Regions from separate parts of the Mus musculus genome. Here region 2 is linked to region 1. Evidence: chromatin contacts called from public HiChIP or PLAC-seq data. All regions are on one chromosome and are shown on one strand. Each heading gives the region's core, a stretch centred on a gene start, on an enhancer-like site or on the middle of the called end of the contact. The rest is flanking DNA. Distances are from core to core; before and after follow the strand shown.

Region 1 (3,492 bases), core at 540-3,039:
TGTCAGGGCTCTTCTAAGCATAGGCATGACAAAGAACAGTGGGGGGGGGGGGGAGGGGAGACAAGCCTCTACTAGTCTTAACAAACTTATATCTGGATGATATAACATTTATGACCTGATAATTAAGACAAACAACCCAATTTAAAACTAGGCGAAGGATCTGAGTAGCCATTTCTCCGAGGACTATATTTCAATGGCCAAGGAAAAGGTGCCCAGTGTCATTAGTCAGCAGGGAAACTCAAATCCAAACCACAACGAAATACGGCTTCACACCCCCTAGGTTGGCTAGAATCGAAGTAAGATAATAACAAGTGTTGGCAAGAACGGGGAGAAACTGGAGCCCTGACACATCGCTGGTGGGAATGTAGACTGCACAGCCACTTGAAAACAGTCTGGCAGCTCCTTAAGCAATTGAGCCTCGCTGATACAAGGTCCAGAAAGTTCACTCCTAGATATAGACCCAAGACAAACAAAAACACATCCACCCAAAAACCTGTCCTCAGACTGTTAGCCTCCGTTGCGAACTTGACGGCATTCGGAGCCACCTAGGAGACACACTTCTGGGCTTGTCTGGGAAGGCATTTCCCAAAAGGTCTAACCAAGGCAGGGTGAGCCATCCTGATTGTGGACAGCATCATTCTGTGGCCCTAATCAAAAGGGGGGAAAAAAGGAGAAGCAAGCTGAGTCCCAGCATTCCCCTCTCCTGCTACCTCCACAAAGACACAGTGTGGCCAGCTGCCTCACGTGCCTGCGGCCATGCCTCCCCGCCATGATGGGCTGTCCCTCTTTGTAAACCCTGGAGTCCCAAACCAATCCTCCCTCCCTTCCTTAAGTTGTTCTTGCCAGGCATCTTGTCATAGCAAGCAGAAAAATCACTGAGTATCAGTGTTCATGAAAGTACTGTTCACATCGATCAGAAAGTTCAGGGAGCCCAGAGTGCCTATCAGCCTCATAGGACACATCCACACAATGGATCGTCTAGCTAATAAAAACGAGTGAAGGACCAGTGCATGCCACAGGGAAGATGAGCCTAGCAACACTGCACCAAGTGAAAGAAGCCAGATACAAAAGAGGATGTGTTCTGTGAGCACCCTGGAACAGACACTCAGTGATCATTGGGAAAATGCACAGAGAAAGCAGTTGAGTGGCCACAGGGCAGCAGTAAGAAGGGATTGCTCTGGGGCAAGAGGTAAGGGACAGCCATTTCTCTGTGAACTGACAGAAACCTCATGCTGACTGTGGAGACAGCTGCACGTATCTATGGTTATCCACTAACAGTCCACTCAAAACCCAGGTGTGGCTGGCACACAACTATAATCGCAGTCCTCAGGAGACAGAGGCAAGCGAAGCTCTGAGTTCGAGGCCAGCCTGGTCTATAGAGTGAGTTCCAGGACAGCCAGGGCTACACAGAGAAACCCTGTCTCAAAAATCTAACACCCTCCCCCACCTTCAAAAACAGAAAGGAAGGTAAAAAGAAGGAAAGAAAGAAAGAAAGAAAGAAAGAAAGAAAGAAAGAAAGAAAGAAAGAAAGAAAGAAAGAAAGGAAGGAAGGAAGGAAGGAAGGAAGGAAGGAAGGAAGGAAGGAAGGAAGAGAGAGAAAAGAAAAAAGGGAAAGAAAAATAAGATAAAATCCACTGAACTATGTGCTTTGAATGAGTGCATTGCATGCTACTTGGTTATCACATCTCAGTAAGGCAACTGAGTACTAGGGGAGACAAAAGGAGGAGTGAGGGGGAGCTACTCTCACAGCAACCAAGCTGCCTATTTCCTCACAAGTGTGAGTCAGCATGGCTCAGAAGAAAGCCTGGGGATGCTGTGAGGCCCCAGCTGAGGGAGATCTGCTGGAGACAAGGGTGGTCAAGGACTCAGGCAGAGCCCAGAAATGGCTGCAGGCAATTCAGACAGCGCTGCAGCCTTGAAGGGCAAGCAGGAGCACAGGGGTCTTACAGGACCAAAGGGTGAGCCCTAGGATTCTCCACCTCAGCAGCTGAGAACTCCCAGGACAGCTCAAAGGCTGGAAGAAACAGCAGGAATCCAGAGCCTCCAATAGGGGGGGGGGGGGCTGGTACCTGCAAGGACCACTGAGTATCTGTTCTGAGGGTCAGGACATCTCTAGGCTCTGAGAGGGGCTGAACCTAGCCCATCTGCAGCAATATTGTGGGTGATATGAAGAAATGCAGAGACCCTAAGTTCAGTGGGTTCCAGATTTAAATCCTGACCCTGTTGCTCATTCAGGTAATCTGACACGACATTCCTGGGCACCTGTCTGGTTAGGAGTAATGCACATGCGACATCCGGACATCATTTCTGCCTTCCAGCGGCAGACGTGTGGCATCTCTAGCTGCTGTTGAGATTGTCATTAACAACACTCAAATTATGTTTTAGAGCGGTGGTTCTCATCCTTCCTAATGCTATAACCTTTTAATACAGTTCACGTTGTGGTGACCCCCCCCCCAACCATAAAATTATTTTTGTTGCTACTTCATAACTGTAATCTTCCTGTTATGAATCATATTGTAAATATCTGATATGTACATGGTCTTAGGCGACATGTGTAAAAGGGTCATTTGACCCCACCAAAGGGGACACACCCCACGGGTTGACAACCATTGTTTTAGAGCCTGAGGCTCAGAAACAGGCTGCTGGACCCAGGGATGGGAGCACTAGTCTTGGCAGGGTGGCGGTGGTGCACGCCTTTAATCCCAGCACTTGGGAGGCAGAGGCAGGCAGATTTCTGAATTCGAGGCCAGCCTGGTCTACAGAGTGAGTTCCAGGACAGTCAGGGCTACACAGAGAAACCCTGTCTCAGAGAGAGAGAGAGAGAGAGATGGTCTACAGAGTGAGTTCCAGGACAGTCAGGGCTACACAGAGAAACCCTGTCTCAGAGAGAGAGAGAGAGAGAGAGAGAGAGAGAGAGAGAGAGAGAGAGAACGAAAGAAAGAACGAAAGAAAGAACGAAAGAAAGAACGAAAGAAAGAAAGAAAGAAAGAAAGAAAGAAAGAAAGAAAGAGGGAGGGAGGGAGGGAGGGAGGGAGGGAGGGGGAGAGAGAGAGAGAGAGAGAGAGAGAACGAAAGAAAGAACGAAAGAAAGAAAGAAAGAAAGAAAGAAAGAAAGAAAGAAAGAGGGAGGGAGGGAGGGAGGGGGAGAGAGAGAGAGAGAGAGAGAGAGAGAGAGAGAGAGAGAGAGAGAGAGAGAGAGAAGTCACCAGTCTTGAACCTGAACCCCAGAAAGGTTTGACCCTGATTCGTGGCCCTGGCTTTCACCTGCTCAGGTCCTCTAGGTAGATGGACCTGTAAATGGGAAGACTTTCCCAAGAAGAGGGGGAAAAATCCCACCAGGTAGGAAAAGTTCCTACCAAGCATAGGAGACTGGCTGAGGGTAGCTTTAATCAAGTATGATGCCTTTCTCTAAAAACGCTATGTTTTCTGACTTTTCTATGGTTTCTTTATCTCACAAGGCAATCCTGTTCTGACTGGAATTCTACAACTCCC
Region 2 (3,492 bases), core at 559-3,058, 40 kb after region 1:
CACACCAAAGAGGATATCAGATCCCATCACAGATGGTTGTGAGTCACCATGTGGTTGCTGGGAATTGAACTCAGGACCTCTGGAAGATCAGTCAGTGCTCTTAACCACTGAGCTGTCTCTCCAGCCCAACTTATTCTTATTTTATGTTGATTGGTGCTTTGCCTGCATGTATATCTGTGTGAGGGTGTCAGAAGGTCTGAGACTAGAGTTACAGACAGGTGTGAGCTGCCATGTGAGAATCGAAGTCAGGTCCTCTGAAGGATCAGTTAGTGTTCCTAACCCCCAAGCCATCTCTCCAGCCCCTGCTAGAAAGGATCTTGAGAAGACAAAGGTTTCCTCATGATTATGGTGCAAGGGGGAGGTGATGGAGATGGCGATAGTGATGATGCCAGGTGATGATAATCTGATAGTGATAGAGGTGCCGGTACTATGGGATGGCAATGTCAACGATCTGATGATGGTGAAGATACTGGTGAAGTGAGGAAGATGGGTCGGATGATGGTGATGCTGGCCGTCAATGTGATAATGATCATGTTGATATAATGGTGTTGATGGTGGTGATCTCGACAAGAATTGGGACACTGATTATAGTACTGAATGTGAAATGCAGGGCCTTTCATATGCTAGGCAAGTGTGATACCCTGAGCTACATCCCCAGGCTCCTCCCTCTGACTTCATACATCAAATTCAGGACTACAAAGGAGCTTTAAAAAAAAAAGCTGTTAAAAGTGTGTTTCTGATGTAGCGGGACTGGAGCCTGTTTAGATTCTCGACTCTTTTCCCGAAGGCTTTTTGCAGGTTTCTGCAGCCTGTACCTTGTTCTTCCAGCATGGCTAAGGACTGAATGTCTCTGAGCTTTGGCATCGCAGTCAGACCACCCAGGCAGAGTGCCAACGTGGGGCCACAGGGCAACTGCAGTTTCTGCAGTAACAGAAGAGGAGGCCGGGTTCTGAGAAAGGTGGCACAAGCCCGGGTGAGATGTGACCATGTGGCCTGGGGTCTGTGGCTACTTATTCCCATCATGTACTCACTTAGGGGTGTTGAGAACTACCCCCACCCTGCATGGTTTTACCCACCTCATAACCAGCACAATTTTTTTTTTTAAGCCCCCAGTAGGTATCCATGAGTCACTCTGCCCATGGAAACCTCCCACAGTAACCTCAGGCAGAACAGAGTGGCCAACTGTCTTTCCACAGTACTAGCCTGCTCAAACCTGAGGTTCAGCTGGGATGTAGGTATGGACAGGAAGTGGGTACCAGCTTTGAGTATCTCTCCCCACTCCCAGGGAGGAGGGAACAGTCACATGTATTGAGAATGAGTAAAGATCGTGTCTAGTCCTAAGCACTGCACCATGTCTTCATGTCCCCTCTCATGGGACACTGTGATTAGCCACACTTTTGAATGAGGAGCTGAGATGTGAAGCGGCTGAAACCCCTTGCCCAGCCACTCAAGCCCAGGCCACTCTTCAGCAACTCTTCCTGACAGCGCATCCCATCCCAAACACTCAACTCAGAAGCAGGGAGCAGTCAGTTGGCCTGCTGGTCCACACCAGAGTCCCGCACCCCAACTGCTGCTCTGCTTGGCAGATGAGCCCCTGGCCTTCACAGCTGACTTCCTGAAGGCTGTCACAAGCCGGATGAGGAGGTGACAACAGGGTGGGTGCTGGTGGGAACCTGTGACCACACTCTGGGGGCAGGGCAGGAAGTAGTAATGATATGACGTTGGCCAGGGTGGGCCTGCCTGGGGATAGATCGCAGCATTTTAAAAGCCTCCATTGACAACGCAGGTGTCCCCCTGGGCTTCAGTGGCGTCTTGGTGGGACTTCAGGTAAGGAGGAGGAAGGGTAGGAAGCAGGGAGGTTGAGATACCCTGGGGAAAGAGAGTTGGAAGGTATAGCCAGGAGGAACCAGAAATGCTAGTAGCCAGCCTTCAAGCTCATCCCTCATTCCTTCATTGGGTTGGTGACAACTCGGGGGTTCATGTGTCAGTGACAACTGTCCACAGTTTCCAAGACTATTTCCAGAAGTTTTGGCAGTTAGAGTTCGTAAAGAATGGAAATGAGCCAAGTATGGAGCACATATATGACTATACCATCAGGGAACGGGGTAAACCCCATCTCGAAAGGTGTAAGGAAGGGGAGGTGAGGGGAGAGGACAGGAGAGGAAGGAAAGGGAGGGGAGGGAAAAGGAGGAAGAATCCAAGATCTGTAAATAAACTCCCTGACAATATAATGAAGGCCAGAAGGGGACTGATGTCCATTGATCAAAGTCACCAATGTGTTGGTCTCTTAAGCAGGTTGACCAGAAAGCTTGACAGGATTCTCCCCAGCTTGTTTATCTCCCAGCCTCACACATCACCTGAATTCTGCCTCCAGCTCACTGCTTTAGGTAGAACATGGAAGGCTGCAGCTAGATATGAGGAAGACCTCTGCTCACCCCACTCCCTCACTTAAGACCCTTCAGGGAGAGGAGAAAAACAAACAAACAAACAAACAAACACCTCTGAGGGTCTTAGAAGGAGCCAGTTCTCCATCCGTGGGTTGTGTCCACTGGGGGAAAAAAACCCACCTATTTCCAATGGATGGTCTTAGAAAACGCAAGATAGCAAAATTACAGTCATGAAGTCATGAAAATAAATTTATGGTTGGGGGTTCCCAGGACCATCAGAAATGTGTGTTTTCCTATGGCTGCAATCCACAGGTGGAGAAACGCTGAGACAGAGAGGAGATAGAGGGAGATTCAAAAACTGGGACCCTGTGGCAAGGAAGATCAATGAATTGCTGCCCACTAGCAGGCGACAGGTAGATACCTGTCCTGCCATAGTGTGAAGTATTCGGCAGGGAATGTCAAGACAGAAAACCTGAGCAGTGAGCAAAAGGGCTTGCAAGGGCGCACTTAAAGGTCCCCCACACTAGAGCCAACAGCACAGATACAGGACAGCCTTTGTCCATTGTAGAGTTGAGGCTGATGCCCTTGCAGGAGGCTCAGAGCAGCCACGGGGGATATGCAGGGAGCTCACTGTCTCCTAGCATCTGAAAGGGAGAGGCAGAAGTCACTGCTGGAATTAGAGATGGAGATTAAGTAAGAATCAGCTCGGAGCTATGCCTGGTGCCACAGGATTGAGATCGTAGCTCCTCCACATGTTCAAGGCTTGGCAACAGAATCACTTCAAAGCTATCCTGAGCAATGATACCTTGTCTCAAGATAGATAGACAGACAGACAGACAGACAGATAGATAGATAGACAGACAGACAGACAGATAGATAGATGATAGATAGACAGATAGATGATAGATAGATAGGTAGATAGACAGATAGATGATAGATAGACAGACAGACAGATAGATAGATAGATAGATAGATAGACAGACAGATAGATGATAGATAGACAGATAGATGATAGATAGGTAGATAGATAGATAGATAGATAGATAGATAGATAGATAGATGATTGATAGATAGATGATAGGTAGATGAGGAGTAGGGTGTGGCT

What was found. HiChIP or PLAC-seq counts read pairs in DNA pulled down with a chosen protein or histone mark.
Region 2: a contact with region 1 is called in a CTCF HiChIP or PLAC-seq map of the NIH/3T3 cell line, with 12 read pairs. The contact joins the promoter of Prf1 here to the enhancer-like site in region 1. A contact is called at or near these places in 3 of 39 promoter capture datasets (3T3-L1-derived adipocytes, cranial neural crest and frontonasal cranial neural crest), 1 of 15 datasets of contacts at CTCF or cohesin (the NIH/3T3 cell line), 1 of 484 Hi-C or Micro-C datasets (natural killer cells), 1 of 115 datasets of contacts at active chromatin or transcription factors (embryonic stem cells) and 3 of 9 other capture datasets (adipose tissue, liver and pancreatic islet).

The regions. Positions count from the first base shown.
Region 1 is chr10:61,256,547-61,260,038 of GRCm38.p6, forward strand. The region is part of intron 2 of Adamts14 (a disintegrin-like and metallopeptidase (reprolysin type) with thrombospondin type 1 motif, 14); the gene reads right to left. Among named protein-coding and RNA genes, the nearest start is that of Adamts14, 15 kb to the right of the region's middle. Within about 2 kb of position 1,790, at least 9 of the 459 cell types and tissues checked have an H3K27ac peak or open chromatin away from gene starts, as enhancers often do. A contact at or near this core is called in the NIH/3T3 cell line, where this site is marked.
Region 2 is chr10:61,296,028-61,299,519 of GRCm38.p6, forward strand. It overlaps Prf1 (perforin 1 (pore forming protein)), which reads left to right and starts at 1,809. Exons shown (of 3, transcript NM_011073.3): 1 at 1,809-1,827.